Regions from separate parts of the Anas platyrhynchos genome. Here region 1 is linked to region 2. Evidence: chromatin contacts called from public Hi-C data. All regions are on one chromosome and are shown on one strand. Each heading gives the region's core, a stretch centred on a gene start, on an enhancer-like site or on the middle of the called end of the contact. The rest is flanking DNA. Distances are from core to core; before and after follow the strand shown. Region 1 overlaps STIM1 (stromal interaction molecule 1). Region 2 holds the start of STIM1 (stromal interaction molecule 1).

Region 1 (7,339 bases), core at 227-2,726, 48 kb before region 2:
CATTCTCCTCTACAGACCTCCTGATCTGTCCTCAGCGGCTGTTTTTCTTTCTGGGTGTGGGCTGATGAAGGAAAGTGCTCGCACTACCACCTGGAAACTGGCGCTTGCAAGCAGCCGTGTTCCCAGCCTGCTGCATGTGAGACATGAACCACTCAGGAATTTCCAGCAAAGGAAATTTAAGCTGCCACCTCGATCCTGTCTTGGGGCAAACGCAGCTCATCACCCCAGCTCGGCTGTGCCAGCAGCAGCAGGAGCTCATTGAATTACGGTACCTGCTCTGCTCAGGTCATCTCTGTGTAACCTTATCGCGCTTTGCTCCACTTTGCTCTTCCTGGCCAACTGTCCAGGCTGCATTCAGCTTCAGCGTGGTGACGAACAGCATCTGAGCCTGCAGCTGGAAGCCCAGGGGCACGGGCACAGATCATGGACACGACGACACATCCCAGCTCGTGCTGCTTGCTTTTTTCCTTTTTACTGCTCTCCTTGTAGCCTGCTAGACTTGAAGCTAAGAAAAAATCACCTCCCGTTTGTCAGAAGATGAACAGAATTTCAGCAGAAGTGGATTAAATAAAAATCTTGGCTTAGCAATAGCGGTACAGCTCATGGAGATGTGTATAACCCTCTGCCTTAGGACAATTTTTAAAGTAAGAGTGAAATTTCCCTCTGGACTGCAATGGTCAATCTATTGCTGGGAAGTATCAGTGCCACCTGTCACCTGAAGTGCTTCATCGATGGACAGCAATGCCTGGTGGCTATTGCCCTGCCCAGCCCACCAGCACTTATTGCAATATTAATAGCTTTAATTTGCTTAAACACACAACCACCACACGGGTCTCTGTAGGTGCATAAATGGAAGAAAGAAGAGGAATAATGTCCTCGAATAATGTCCTCGTCCCAACTGAACCATTCAAAGGAGCCGTGGGATGTGGCCGTGCCAGCAGCCCTGCACCCAGCTGATGCGGGTCATGGACAAGGCTGCTCCAGGAGCCCCCCGGGGCGGCCAGGAGGCCATCCAAGCACCTTCCCCCCTTCTCTGTCACCTAGTGCATCACCTAATGTGCCACAGAAGAGTCCAGCCATTCTCTGAAAACACTCACTTGTAAACTCAACGCTAAAGAAATAAACAAGCCTCGCACTGGCCCCGCTTCTCATTCCGGATGGATTATCACAACATCCTCTTCCTAAGAAGCAGCTTCTGGCAAGTTGCTGCACACGCAGCACTTCAGATCCCTCATTTCGTGTCTTGAGAAGGCTGCCTGGGCGACTCGTTCGGACAGACTTGCTCTCTGCTCTCCCACAATACCCGAGCTCTCCTCTCCTTTGCAGGTTTCCCCCCGTTCCCATTGCCTGCTTTCCCCAGCCAGCCGCAGCTCCGCTGCCTTCCCAGCCGGGCAGCTCCAGCCTTAGCCCGGGGTGCTGGGTGCAGCCCCATGAGACACCGACCAGCCCCAGCCCCAACCAAACCCAGCCCCGACCAGCCCCAGCCCCGCTGACTCACAGCCTCCTGCTGCTGCCAAAGCCACGCCACGCAGCCGCCTGGCAAGCAGCCTTCCTCTCCGGCGGCTTTCACTGAAGACAAGCATTAAGGAAACAACAGGGAAAACTCAGCTTGGATGTAGAAGTTGCCTTTTGGCTTCCTACAGCCCTGTAAGAGCGCAGGTTCACCAGAAACGAAGCCTTAATTCCTGGGAAGAAGCGTGTGGGTAACGACGAGCACTGCGAGCAGGGCTGGGGCCACCAGCTGGCATGGACATCCCGGCCACTGCCTCTGAGTGGTTCAAAGAATGGTAAATAAAAACCCAAATCATCTGAAACTTGGTTACTTTACCCCAGTTTGTGCACTCTCCTACTCTGTGCCAGATCCAACCCGTGCTTGGATTCAACCCATCGCCCCGCAGAGCAGACAGGCTGGGGGAGAAAGGACAGACGTACAGCTGTTACATCTTGTACTGACACTCACAAAAAACAGCATTTATCACAAACTGCCCATTATTTTTCCACAAATGGAGTTCTCACTACCATTACCCTACTCAAAAATGCAGAGCATAAAGCACATTCACTAGCTATTGTTGCACTAAGTGGAGTTTCCCCGATGAGCATTTCACCAAGTCCCTTTGGTTTGCTGTGCACAATGCTACCCCCTGCCACCAAACCACACCAAACACACAAACCCACACCCGTATTCCCCAAATTGCTAGCAGAAGTGCCTGGAATTTAGCAAATGAATGATTATAGCTTCCAAACAGCTGCATTTTAGTAAAATCCTTGGAGGGGCTCTGTTGGGGTCCCCTGGAAGCGCTGCCGCAGGGGCTGGTGGCTCACCACACTGCTCACCACTCAGCTCACACTGCTGCAGCCCCGCGAAACGCCCAAGGTGCTGGGATCATGCTTGGTTTGATCAAACTGCTCCAGATCAGGGATTTCGTGCCAGAACACCTTCTGCTTACTGCTTTTCTAACAACTCTGCTTTGCGAAGGCATTGACTGCCCCAGAGGAACGCGGCAGAAGCTGACCGTGTAGGAAGTGTCTCGAGCAGTTTTCGGAACTGAACCTCAGCTGCCAGACTGCGGGGTGAGCAACCGGCACTGGGGACACCATTTTCCGTGCTTTTTTAATTTTTATTTGTGGGAGGCAAGGAGGAAGCACAAACACCGTTTTGCAAAGCCCACAGCAGGCACGCAGGTGGCTGCAGGATGACCGTACGCTGCGCAGCGCTGGGTTTGCAGCGCTGCCGTGTTTTAGGTTTTAAAGAAGCGAGGTAAGAAGCTAAGCAATAGGAAAAGTGGAAGAGTAACCCGAATTTTTTTGAACCAGAGACCCACCATGAACGACACAAATTGAAAGCCTCAATTTTTAAACTGAAAGTTTCCCAATGTTTTGCTTTGGGAATAAAACCTAGCTGGATTACAGGAAAAACAGCAATTTTAAAGCAACTTACATTAGCACCGATAAAAGAAAAGAAATCTACATTCCACACCAGTTATTTACAGTGAAATTGAAGTATCAGAAAACATGGAAATTACTAATTTTTGGTTCCTCTGTGGGAACTAACCAGATCTGCGATGCAGCCTGCCGCGTGCAGAAGCAGATGGTTTCAGACAACACAGGAAAGAAGAAAAGCTCAGGCTGCAGCTGCTAGAGGTACAACAGCATAAAACCAAGTACAGAACACACACCTCCTTTAAAAACCGAGCTAACAATCTTCTACATTTCCCTGAAGGCACTTAGCATTCCTGTCTTTGTATCAAGACCGGGACTTTCCTCCAGTACTCAAACACTTCTGTTTGCTAGTGGGCTCACACCAGAATCAGGTAAAGAACCTAAAGAGCCTTTGAAAGATTTGCTGATTTTGAGGAAAATGGGATGTCTGAGCACCAAGCACACCCCCTGGGTTTTTAGCTTCCTAGCTATTGTTAAAAAAAGCCACAGCTTATTTGACAGCTGCTTGTCACATGGACAGACAGCTCCACGGACTGACAGCGCTGACTTGTGAGCAGAAAAGTCACTTACAAAGTGTCCTAACGGGACAAAGCTGCTCTTCCGTATAGGTGCAGGAAATCCAAACACGATCCATTTAACTGTAAATATTTAAAGAGGATGGTAAATCTCACAGCAATAAATCAATCTGCTATTTGGTTAAGAAATTCTATTGCTTTAAACAAATAATGTCTAAGCGGGTCTCGAAGTACTTGTCAAATACTCCTCTAATCACAACAAACAGAAACAAATCAGCCACACGAAGCTCTACCAAGGGACACCTGGCTTTGTCCACCCCCGAGTGGACACCAAAGAAATAAACACTTGCTGAAAAACAAAAAAAAAAAAAGTAAGGTCATCCAGAAACCTGCAACAAGTGCCACGTCCTGTTGGGGTGCCCATTGTCTGATCCAAAATCACAGCACGGCGGTGCCTTGGGCAATATGTGAGGAGACAAACAGCTGAGTCTGTTACCTGAGAGTTATAAATAAAAACCTACATTCCCTACTCACAAAGAAAACCCCGTGGTTTTACATTTCACTGCTTGCTTCCTTAAATTCTCCTCTCCTGTTTCACCCGAAGTTGTGATATTTGGTCCTGGATGAATTTCTGAGCTAAGGGACAGGAAAACAAAGGAACACAGACACAGACTCCATCAGTTCATCTCGCCTGGTTTGTAATTACACCATACTCCTGTGCGATGGATTAATTACAGAGCTGTAGCCCTGCAAGCGAGCAGACCTCTTTGAAGAGAGGAATCACACGTCTGGAGTCTGGCATAGAAAATGAGACCACAGGAGCCTGCTGATCAGCAAGCAAATTGCCCAGGCGCGCATCAGCCAACTGGTGCTGCCTGAAGCCTCTGCTCCAAACTACGGGAGACATCAGAGAAGTTTTTAGCCTCAGGACGAGGAAGTCTTCCCGACTTTATGGGGCAGAATGAGAAACAGTGCCCTGGCACTGGGGCTGGAATCCCCCCTGGCAGTGAGATGTCTGGATTTGTGAGTCTGAAGGAAGCAGCCGTGGTACTCCAAGCTGGGCTGGGTGTATTTATTGCTTCCTATGCATTGCAGGTACAAGAGCTTCTTTGGGAGATAAGAAAAACCCTGAAGATCCTGCACCTGTGAGCCACATCCTGCTGCTGGGAGCTTCCCTTGCAGAGGCAAGGAGCAGGAGACCACCTTCACCGAGCAGACAAAAAGAACAAGAACTGGAACGCACCTGAAACCACTGAATCTGCTGCTGAACCAGAAGAGCAGCTTCTGCAGCTTAAAAGGTCGCTGAGAACTTCCTGAGTTACTGCTGATCGCTGATGGCTGCTGAGAGCTGCTGCCTTGCAATCAATTTCTCAAGAAATTAGTTTTACACAAGTGAGTTCTCACCATAATAAACCCGAGACAAATCCATTCAGCTAACTACCAACTAGCAAATATTGCTGCCTAAAAAGTGTTAAATCCCTGCTTCAGCTAAAAGCTTAAAGGATTCACATACCTGATCGGTATTGTATTGGGTTTAATGGCAAGGTTTTGGTTGCGGGGGGTGCAGGGGTGGCCTCTGTGAGAAGGTCAGTGCAGCAGGAGGGCAGGAGGTGCTCCATGAACCAGAGCACAAGTTCCCCTGCAGCCTGTGCAGGGAGAGGCCCCTGGTGGAGCAGGCTGTCCCCCTGCAGCCATGGGTCCCACACGGAGCAGATCTCCACACTGCAGCCCCCCCATGGGTGGAGGAGCCCCCGGTGGAGCAGGTGGATGGGGTCTGGGGGGAGCTGCCACCCACCCGTGGGGGCCCCGTGCTGGAGCAGTTTGGGACTGGGGGATGGACCCCGTGGGACGGAGCCGTGTGGGAGCAGTTCTTGAAGCCCCTGAAGGATCAGTTGGGGAAGGACGGCATCCATGGGAGGGACCCCACGGGGAGCAGGGGCACAGAGGGACCGTGAGGGGCGGCGGGGATGAAGCGTCAGGGACTGACCGCAGCCCCCATTGCCCGTTCCCCTGCACTGCTCGGGGGGGAGGAGGTGGAAGGGGGTGGATGGGGGAAGGTGCTGGAGTTTGTTTTTTTGTTTGTTCCTCACTGCTCTGTCTTGTTAGCAATAAATTTCACCCGGTTTACTCCGAGCAGCCGATTTGCCCAGGATTTGCCTTGCTGCGTCTCCTCTCAGGAGTTTGGACACGGACCGAAAACAAGAAGTGTCGGCACTGGCTGCACCAAGGGCTGGACTTTGGAAGCTCCTTATCACTTCTCACCGGCCAAAAAAAATCAATTTCTCTGTGAGGTCGTTAGCGTGTCCACGTTGTGCAGAGCCAAGGTTCATCCTGCCTGCTACTACCGACTCTCTGGTGCAGCCATCCTCGCTGGCACTGCCAACAGTGGGCAGCAGCAGACGCTTAAAAAACCACACAAATAACAGAGGAAGTGGTATTTCTGATGGTGTGTATTTCCAGCTGCCAGCAACCGAAACCATGGCAGTACCTGAGCCAGAATTTGCATCCAGACTATTGTATTTGCACTGTGGTGAGAAAGAACCCCTTTGTATTCGTTTTTGAAAGCCTCTCACACAGGGGGCACAGGGGGTACACGTTAATTAAAAGGAAAGATAAGCACTTTGCAGGAGGGCTCAGGACGTGTGCAGTCCATACAGGCTGCCTTAAGAACCCATCACATCTGCGTGATGCCAAGCAAAACAGGCCCCTGATCAAGCAAGGCTTCAGTTTGCCTCACAAAAGCATCAAAAGCTAAAGAGGAAAACATGAGTAAGTGGGAAAGACACAAGAAGTACATTTAATAAAGAGACGGCAGACATGAGGCAGACAGAACGAATGCAAAAGGAGCACCCCAAGCTGCGCTGAGATAAACATCAGAGCGCTTCTAGATCATCCCCAGAAGCCTGTAATCAGCATCAAAAGAACTCAGTCCCTTGCTCTCATTCATCCTAAACACTGCTGTTCTGCTGGTTTGGAGGAGCTCTGCAGCCAGGACCCGGACAGCCTGCAGTTACACCTGAAGGCAGATGCTCTGTAAGGATGCAGGTGGCTCCATCCACAGATGTTAACACATAGCTGCAAACCCCACCGCTGGGCCAATTAAGGGAAAGGATGGAAAGGTTTCTCCTACAGACATGGGAAATCCCAGCAGGAAAATGCAGCCCACGCCTGCAAGAGGCCCATCAAACACAGCGCTTTGTGGCAGGATGCCTCTCCGGCTGCAGAGCTGCTGGGTTACACCAGAGGCAACCTGTTGCTGTGTCTGGCTGATCATACCAGCAACAATTTAAACAGCATGAACCCTGGATCATGCTGATTTGTATCTCTGCTGTTTGATGCTGATTCCTCTCACTTAACAGCCGCTGAGGTTTGCAGTGTTACTTACAGAGAGGAGGCCCAAAGAGCACAGTGTCAAGAGCTTTCAGCTGCAGTTTCTGCCTGTGGCTTCTGTCTGTCATTTTCAGAACAGTTCCCATCATGGTAGCGTTGTTTACGGCTAGCCTGTAAAAAAAAAAAAGAATGAGGCACGGTCACATCCATCTGAATTAATAACTGCCCATAATTTGTGACATGGAAACTACAGGAGGAGAAATGTGATGAACAGGACCAATAAACCACCTGCTTACACCATCAGGACAAAATAAATCCCTCGAATAAAGTTGTTTCTTATAAAGAAGATCTGTATCAAAGTGTTAAACAGCACCGTGGCAGTGTTTAAGAAGCGTTTGGACTGTGCTCTCAGCCATATGGCCTGAATTTTTGGGTTGACCTGTGTGGAGTTGGACTCACTGATCCTTAGGGGTCCCTTTTGACTCAGGATATCCCACGATTCTACGATCATCTTTGGCTTCAGTTAGAGAGGATAAAAAAGTATGGCCATGCCT
Region 2 (6,497 bases), core at 34-2,533:
CTCACATACGGGGGGCACAAAAACAACTTCCAGCAGAGCAGGCAGCACGCGGGCCACACGAAGCAGAAGGGAGCCCCATAAACCAGGCTGCCGGCGAGGTGAACCCAGCTCCCTGCACACCAGGCACCGAGCTCCTGACGGCTCACCCCATAGCGGGATCCCAGGGACCTGCCCCGTTACCCCCAGCCAGCCCCAAAGGCCTTCAGGGTGCCTGGCTCCGTCCGGGCACCTTCACCCCGCAGCCCCCAGCCCCGGTGCTGAGCTCCCAGCAGGGCCAGGACACGGCCCAGCCACGGGCCTGCACCGGGGCCATGCCCTGAGCCAGGCACCACCCCGGGGCCCCAACCGATCCCCGGCCCCGAGCAGCCCCAGAGCCCGGGTACCGGCTGCGGGCACGGCCGGGGGGGGAGCCCCGTGGCCCCCAACCCTGGAGGGGCACCGGGGCTGTGCCGGGGGGGCACCGGGGGCGAGAGGGGAGCACGGGGCGGCCCTGCTGAGGCGCTGGGGGGTGCCCGGAGCCCCGGGGCCCAGCTGGGCGGTGGGCACGGAGCCCTCCCGGGGCTGTGAGGGACTGAGGGGGCTCTGGGGGGGCCGTGAGTGGGCCCTGAGGGGCTCTGAGGGGATCCTGAGGGGGCTCTGGGGGGACCCTGACGGGGCTCTGGGGGGATCCTGAGGGGGCTCTGGGGGGATCCTGAGGGGGCTCTGGGGGGGCTCCGGGTGGGCTCTGAGGGGACCCTGAGGGGACCCTGGGGGGGCTGGGGGAAGGCTGAGGGGTCTCTGAGGGGACCCTGAGAGAATCCTGAGGGGGCCGTGAGGGGGTTCTGGGGGGACCCTGAGGGGGCCCTGAGGTGACTCTGGGGGGGCTGAGGGGAGGCTGAGAGGGCTCTGAGGGGACCCTGGTGGGGCTCCGGGTGGGCTCTGAGGGGGCTCTGGGGGGACCCTGAGGGGGCTGGGGGAAGGCTGAGGGGTCTCTGAGGGGGCCCTGAGGGGATCCTGAGGGGGCTGAGAGGGGACTGGGGGGACCCTGAGGGGGCCCTGAGGCCGTTCCCGTCCCCGCGTCCTCACCCGCGATGGCCGCGTCCTCCAGGTGCGGTGCCGGGGCCCGTTCTCCGCGGCCGTGCTGCAGGAGGAGGAGGAGGATGAGGAGGAGGCCGCACGGCCCGGCCCGCACAGCCATGGGGCCGCTGCTCGGGGCCGCTCCGAGCCGCTGGGGCCGCCCCGGGCCGGCTGCGGGCTGAGGCAACGGGGCCGCCCCCCCCCCCGCCCCCCGGGGTGGTCTCTCCCTCTGCCCTCCCCCCCCCCCCCCCCGCGCCCTGCCCTCGTGGTCTCGCCCCGCCCCGCCCCGCCCCGCCCCGCCGCGCGCTCGCTGACAGGGGGCGGAGCCAAAGCGCCGGCCAATGGCGGGAGGGCTCCAGGCCACGCCCCCTCCCCTCCCTCTCCCGCCGCTGCCGCTGAGCCGCGGCGCCCTCTGGTGGCCGTGAGGGGGGGTGAGAGGGCTGGGCGCGAGGCGCGGTGTGGAAGCTAAGCAGGAGGGGCCGCGTGTGAAGATTGGATGGGTGACTTGTGAGGGTAGAAGAGGGGACGGGGACCGATGTCCCCCCCCCCCCCCACGCTCGCCCCCAGCCTTGTGGCTTCTCTGGCTGGGGGGGGCCCTACAGGTGGGGGGGGGCGATACAGGTGTGTGGGGATCCTCCTGCTGTGCCCAGTGCAGAGCAGAGGGGCAGGACCCCCTCCCTGCATGGGGATGGGGATGGGGATGGGATGGGATGGGATGGGGATGGGGATGGGATGGGGATGGGATGGGGATGGGGATGGGGATGGGGATGGGATGGGGATGGGATGGGGATGGGGATGGGGATGGGGATGGGGATGGGATGGGGATGGGATGGGGATGGGATGGGGATGGGGATGGGATGGGGATGGGGATGGGGATGGGGATGGGGATGGGATGGGATGGGGATGGGATGGGATGGGGATGGGGATGGGGATGGGATGGGATGGGGATGGGATGGGATGGGGATGGGGATGGGGATGGGATGGGATGGGGATGGGGATGGGATGGGGATGGAGATGGAGATGGGATGGGGATGGGGATGGGGATGGGGATGGGATGGGGATGGGGATGGGGATGGAGATGGGGATGGGATGGGGATGGGGATGGGGATGGGGATGGGGATGGGGATGGGATGGGGATGGGATGGGGATGGGGATGGGGATGGGGATGGGGATGGGATGGGGATGGGGATGGGATGGGGATGGGGATGGGGAAGGGATGGGATGGGATGGGATGGGGATGGGGATGGGGATGGGGATGGGGAAGGGATGGGATGGGATGGGATGGGATGGGGATGGGGATGGGGATGGGGATGGGGATGGGGATGGGATGGGATGGGATGGGGATGGGGATGGGGATGGGGATGGGGAAGGGATGGGATGGGATGGGATGGGATGGGGATGGGGATGGGGATGGGGATGGGGAAGGGATGGGATGGGATGGGATGGGATGGGGCCCCCCCTGCCCCATCCCTCCTCTGGGTGGCAGCAGGGCCCCGCAGCGCCCTGCTCCGAGGGGGGGGGGTCAGGATGGTGGGGGGGGGGGCTCAGGAGTGGGGGGGGTGTTGCAAAAAGTGGGCGTGTGCCCCCCCCCAGGGGAACCCCCCTCCGTTCCCACGCCCTCATCCTGCCGTGCCCACGCCCCCCCCCTCAATCCCCTCCCCCCCCAATTTTTTTTTTTTTTTTTATTTTTTTTTTCCCCAACCCCCCCCCCCCCTCCCCAAAGCAGGAAGGAAGCGGTGGGGGCGGGCCGGGGCTCGGCGGCGGGAGGAGGAAAGTTTTTTTGTGTGTGTCGGGAGCTCTCGGACCGTCCTGCTACGGGGGGGGTGCGCAGCGCAGCCCCCTCCCCACCAAACCAGCGCCATGCCCCGGGGTGAGTCCTGTGGGAAATTAGGGGGGAGGGCGTGGGGGCGGCACCCCCCCGGACCCCCCGGCATCCAGGACCCCCCGGCGCCCCCTTTGGGGGCGCCGGGGGGTCCTGGATGCCGGGGGGTCCGGGGGGGTGCCGCAGGTTTGCGCCCCCCTTTGCGCATCCCGCTGGGGGGCACCCTTGGGTGCTGCCGCTCGCCCCCCGCCCCAGGTCCCGGGGGGTGCTGGAGACCCCAAAGAGGAGCCCCCAACCCCCTCTCCGGGGACGCTGTGGCGCACGGGGGGGGTTTTGGGGGCGTCTTGGAGGGCTGCAGAGCCCCCACATATCCCAAAAGGGACAGGGAGGTGTCCCCAGTATCCCCATCCCCATCCCCATCCCCATCCCATCCCCATCCCAATCCCATCCCAATCCTATCTCCATCCTATCCCAATCCCATCCCATCCCCATCCCATCCCCATCCCCATCCCCATCCCATCCCCATCCCATCCCATCCCCATCCCCATCCCATCCCCATCCCATCCCCATCCCATCCCATCCCCATCCCCATCCCATCCCCATCCCCATCCCCATCCCCATCCCCATCCCCATCCCATCCCCATCCCATCCCATCCCCATCCCATCCCATCCCATCCCCATCCCCATCCCCATCCCCATCCCCATCCCATCCCATCCCATCCCCATCCCATCCCCATCCCCATCCCCATCCCATCCCCATCCCCATCCCCATCCCCATCCCCATCCCCATCCCATCCCATCCCCATCCCACCCCATAACTGTCCCCGTATCCCTGTCCCCAAATGCCCCCCCGGTGTCTGTGTGATGTTTGCTGTTCAAATAACCCCAAACACACCGGGGGGGGCGCAGGGTCTGGACCCCCCCTTGGGCTGCGCTCGGGGCCGTGTGGGAAGCGCCAGGAGCAGGATGAGGAAATGGCTCGGGCAGGGCCTGCAGCCCTAAAGCAAAGCGAGGGAAACCGAAAATCCTTTTTCTCAGCACTGAGGGTGTCGGGGTTACAGCAGCGGGGCCGGGCCCCCCCGAAATGTGGGGGAGCTTTGGGGAGGTTCCCACGGAGCGGGGCCCCGGCAGTGATCGCCCCACAGCTCGGCTCCTGCTCCGTGTTTTTGGGTTTTGATGAGTTTCCTCTTTTTGTAGTTGGGGTGGGGGCCGCACCGCGCTGCTCTGTGGGGCTGGCAGGGGGGCAGCCCCATGGGACGATGCGCACGGGGACAACGGGGACAGCGCCCCGCAGACCCAAACTGGGGACAGTGGCATTGAGGAAGGGGCTGCTGGGGGGGTGCGGGGCGCTCTGCCCGTCCCCCGACAGCACCTATGGGTGCTGCAGGGTCAGGGAGCCCCCTCCAGGAGCCCCCTCCCCAGGGGCACCCCACAAAGTCACGGTTCAGAGCGGGGTCCCCTTGGCACAGCGGCCGGGGGCACCCCGCTGTGGTGTCCGGCTGTCCGGGACGGGGTCCCTGCCGTGGGGAGGACCCCGGGGAGAGGTGGGCAGGGTGCGGGTAGGGTCGTGCCCCGGGTAGGGTGTGGGGTCAGGCAGGGGCCGTGCGCTGTGGGGTGCGCGCTGTGGGGCGCACGGTGCGTGCCGTGGGGCGCAGCAGGGATTGCGGCTGTGGGGCGCACGCTGTGGGGCACGGCGGGGCTGTGCAGGTGGCAGCGTGGGTGGGGGCTGTGTGGGGCAGGGTGTGGGGTGCGGGGTGTGGGGTGTGGGCTGTGGGGTGCAGTGCTGGGCTCTGTGGGGCCGTGCCGGGTCCCCGTGCGCCGGCTGCGCTCCCCCAGCGGAAAAACCCCGCGGGGGGGCCGGGGGTGCCCCGGCTGCGAGGGATGGAGGGAAGGGATTTTTGCTTCCCCTTTTCTGCCCAAGCCCAGATGAGTCGTTTCTCCCATCCCGGCGGGGGATGAATCACCCCCAGACCCCGCATCCCCCCCCCGGCACCCCACAGCCCGGCCGCGGTGGCCCTGGTGGTGCCGAGCCCCCGCCGTGTCCCTGCTCTTCCTCTTCCTCTTCCTCTTCCTCCCCCAGTTTCCCCTCCTCCTGCCGGGCTGGGGCTGTGTGGCCCCATGGGGCCGGGGCGGGGGTGTGGGGCCGGGCTGTGGGGCAGGGAAGGGGCCCCTCCTGCCACCCCCTGCCCCTCGTCCCCAGGTTGCGCACGAGGGCGCTTCCCAAAGCCCCCTGCACCTCGTCTGCCCCATCCCATTGCCCCTGGAGCCCCCAGCAGGGTCTGTGACCCCAGGGCTGAGCAGAAATGGGGTGATCCCACCCCAAATGGGGTGATCCCACACCTAAATGGGGTGATCTTGCACCTAAATAGGGCGATCCCGTACCCAAATGGGGTGATCCCGCAGCCATGGGGCAGAGCGTGCCCAGCCCCATCCCCAACAGCAACCGTGGCCTTTTGGGGACAGCCGAGGCCAGCGTGGGGCTGGATTTGTGGGGTGTGCGCCGTGGGGGCAGTGGGGATGCCCCAAAACCTTCCTGGCCTCAGCACCGGGTGTCCTGGGGCCGGGGCACGGGCGCTGCCGTCCCCTGCCCCTGTGGCACCCCGGGAAGCTGCGGGGGCACCGTGCCGTGCCCGAGGCTCCCTGTGGGGTGAGAAGGGGTTAAGGAGCTGCTGGTGGCAGTGGGGTTTGCCAGAGCTTCCCGGGAGAACAGAGCGGCCTTGTGCGGAGCGGGGCCGGGGTTGGGGACACGGCTGGGGCTGGGTGGCCCCGGGCACCCCCGGGCACCGCGGGGCAGGAGCTGACGGAGCCCCGGAGCGGGATGCTCGGGGACCATGGGGGAGCAAGGTGCAGCCCCTGATCCCATTTGGTGTGGGGTTTTGGGGTGGTTTCATCCCTTCAAGGATGAGCTGGGGCTGGGCAGGTGCCGCGGTGCCGCCCTCGGGGAGCCCCCTGCCCGCTGCCACCGTGCCCGGGGGTGCCCTGGCCGTGTCCCTGTCCCCAGCCCTACACCCAGAGCTGGCCGTGCCCGGGGTGCCGGGGCTGTGCGGGGCCTTCACAGCCCCCGGGGGGCTGTGGGGACCCTTCCCATAGGGGCTGTCCCATGGCTTGGGCACGTTCCCTGCGGTGGTCTCAGGGGCACTGCCCCTGCGGCCTTGCCGACCTTCCTGGGACAGGGACAGGGACAGGGACAGGGACACGCGTGGTTCCCATGATTGCCACCAAGCTGGGACGTGTCGGGGGGCAGCCCGGTGGTCCCAGCACCAGGAGCTGGCAGCGGTGGCACCGTCCCCGAGGCGCTGCGCAGGGGACCAGGACCCCGGCCCCGCTGCTGCAGCCTCCCCCCCGCGCCCCCGCCGGCTCCTGCCCCTGCCCCTGCCCCTGCCCGTTTGTTCTCCTGCCAGCATTGTCCTCGGGCTCCGGCCGCTCTTCCCGCCCGTGTCCATCCCCTGGGGATTTATGGACTTCCTTGCGCCCCCCCGGCCGCTCTCCGGGTGGGTGTCCCCAGCCCCGTGCTGGGCAGAGCCCCCCCAGGTCCCCCCCTGGGCACCCCCAGCCCGGCTGAGCCTGGTGCCGTGGGGTCCCGTGGGGTCCCGTGGGGTCCTTTGGGGTCCCGGGAAGG

What was found. A called contact is a pair of places that touch in the nucleus more often than the background predicts.
Region 1: a Hi-C map of subcutaneous adipose tissue shows a contact between it and region 2, with 2.1 times the contacts expected there. The contact joins the enhancer-like site here to the promoter of STIM1 in region 2. A contact is called at or near these places in 5 of 8 Hi-C or Micro-C datasets (F1 follicle, liver, skeletal muscle and 1 more).

The regions. Positions count from the first base shown.
Region 1 is chr1:206,891,553-206,898,891 of IASCAAS_PekinDuck_T2T, reverse strand. It overlaps STIM1 (stromal interaction molecule 1), which reads right to left. Exons shown (of 12, transcript XM_072033010.1): 5 at 6,841-6,956. Among named protein-coding and RNA genes, the nearest start is that of RRM1, 44 kb to the left of the region's middle. Within about 2 kb of position 1,476, at least 2 of the 8 cell types and tissues checked have an H3K27ac peak or open chromatin away from gene starts, as enhancers often do. A contact at or near this core is called in subcutaneous adipose tissue, where this site is marked.
Region 2 is chr1:206,843,763-206,850,259 of IASCAAS_PekinDuck_T2T, reverse strand. STIM1 (stromal interaction molecule 1) reads right to left here and starts at 1,283. Exons shown (of 12, transcript XM_072033010.1): 1 at 1,066-1,283. The coding sequence starts at 1,177. RHOG (ras homolog family member G) reads left to right here and starts at 2,770. Exons shown (of 2, transcript XM_072033007.1): 1 at 2,770-2,926.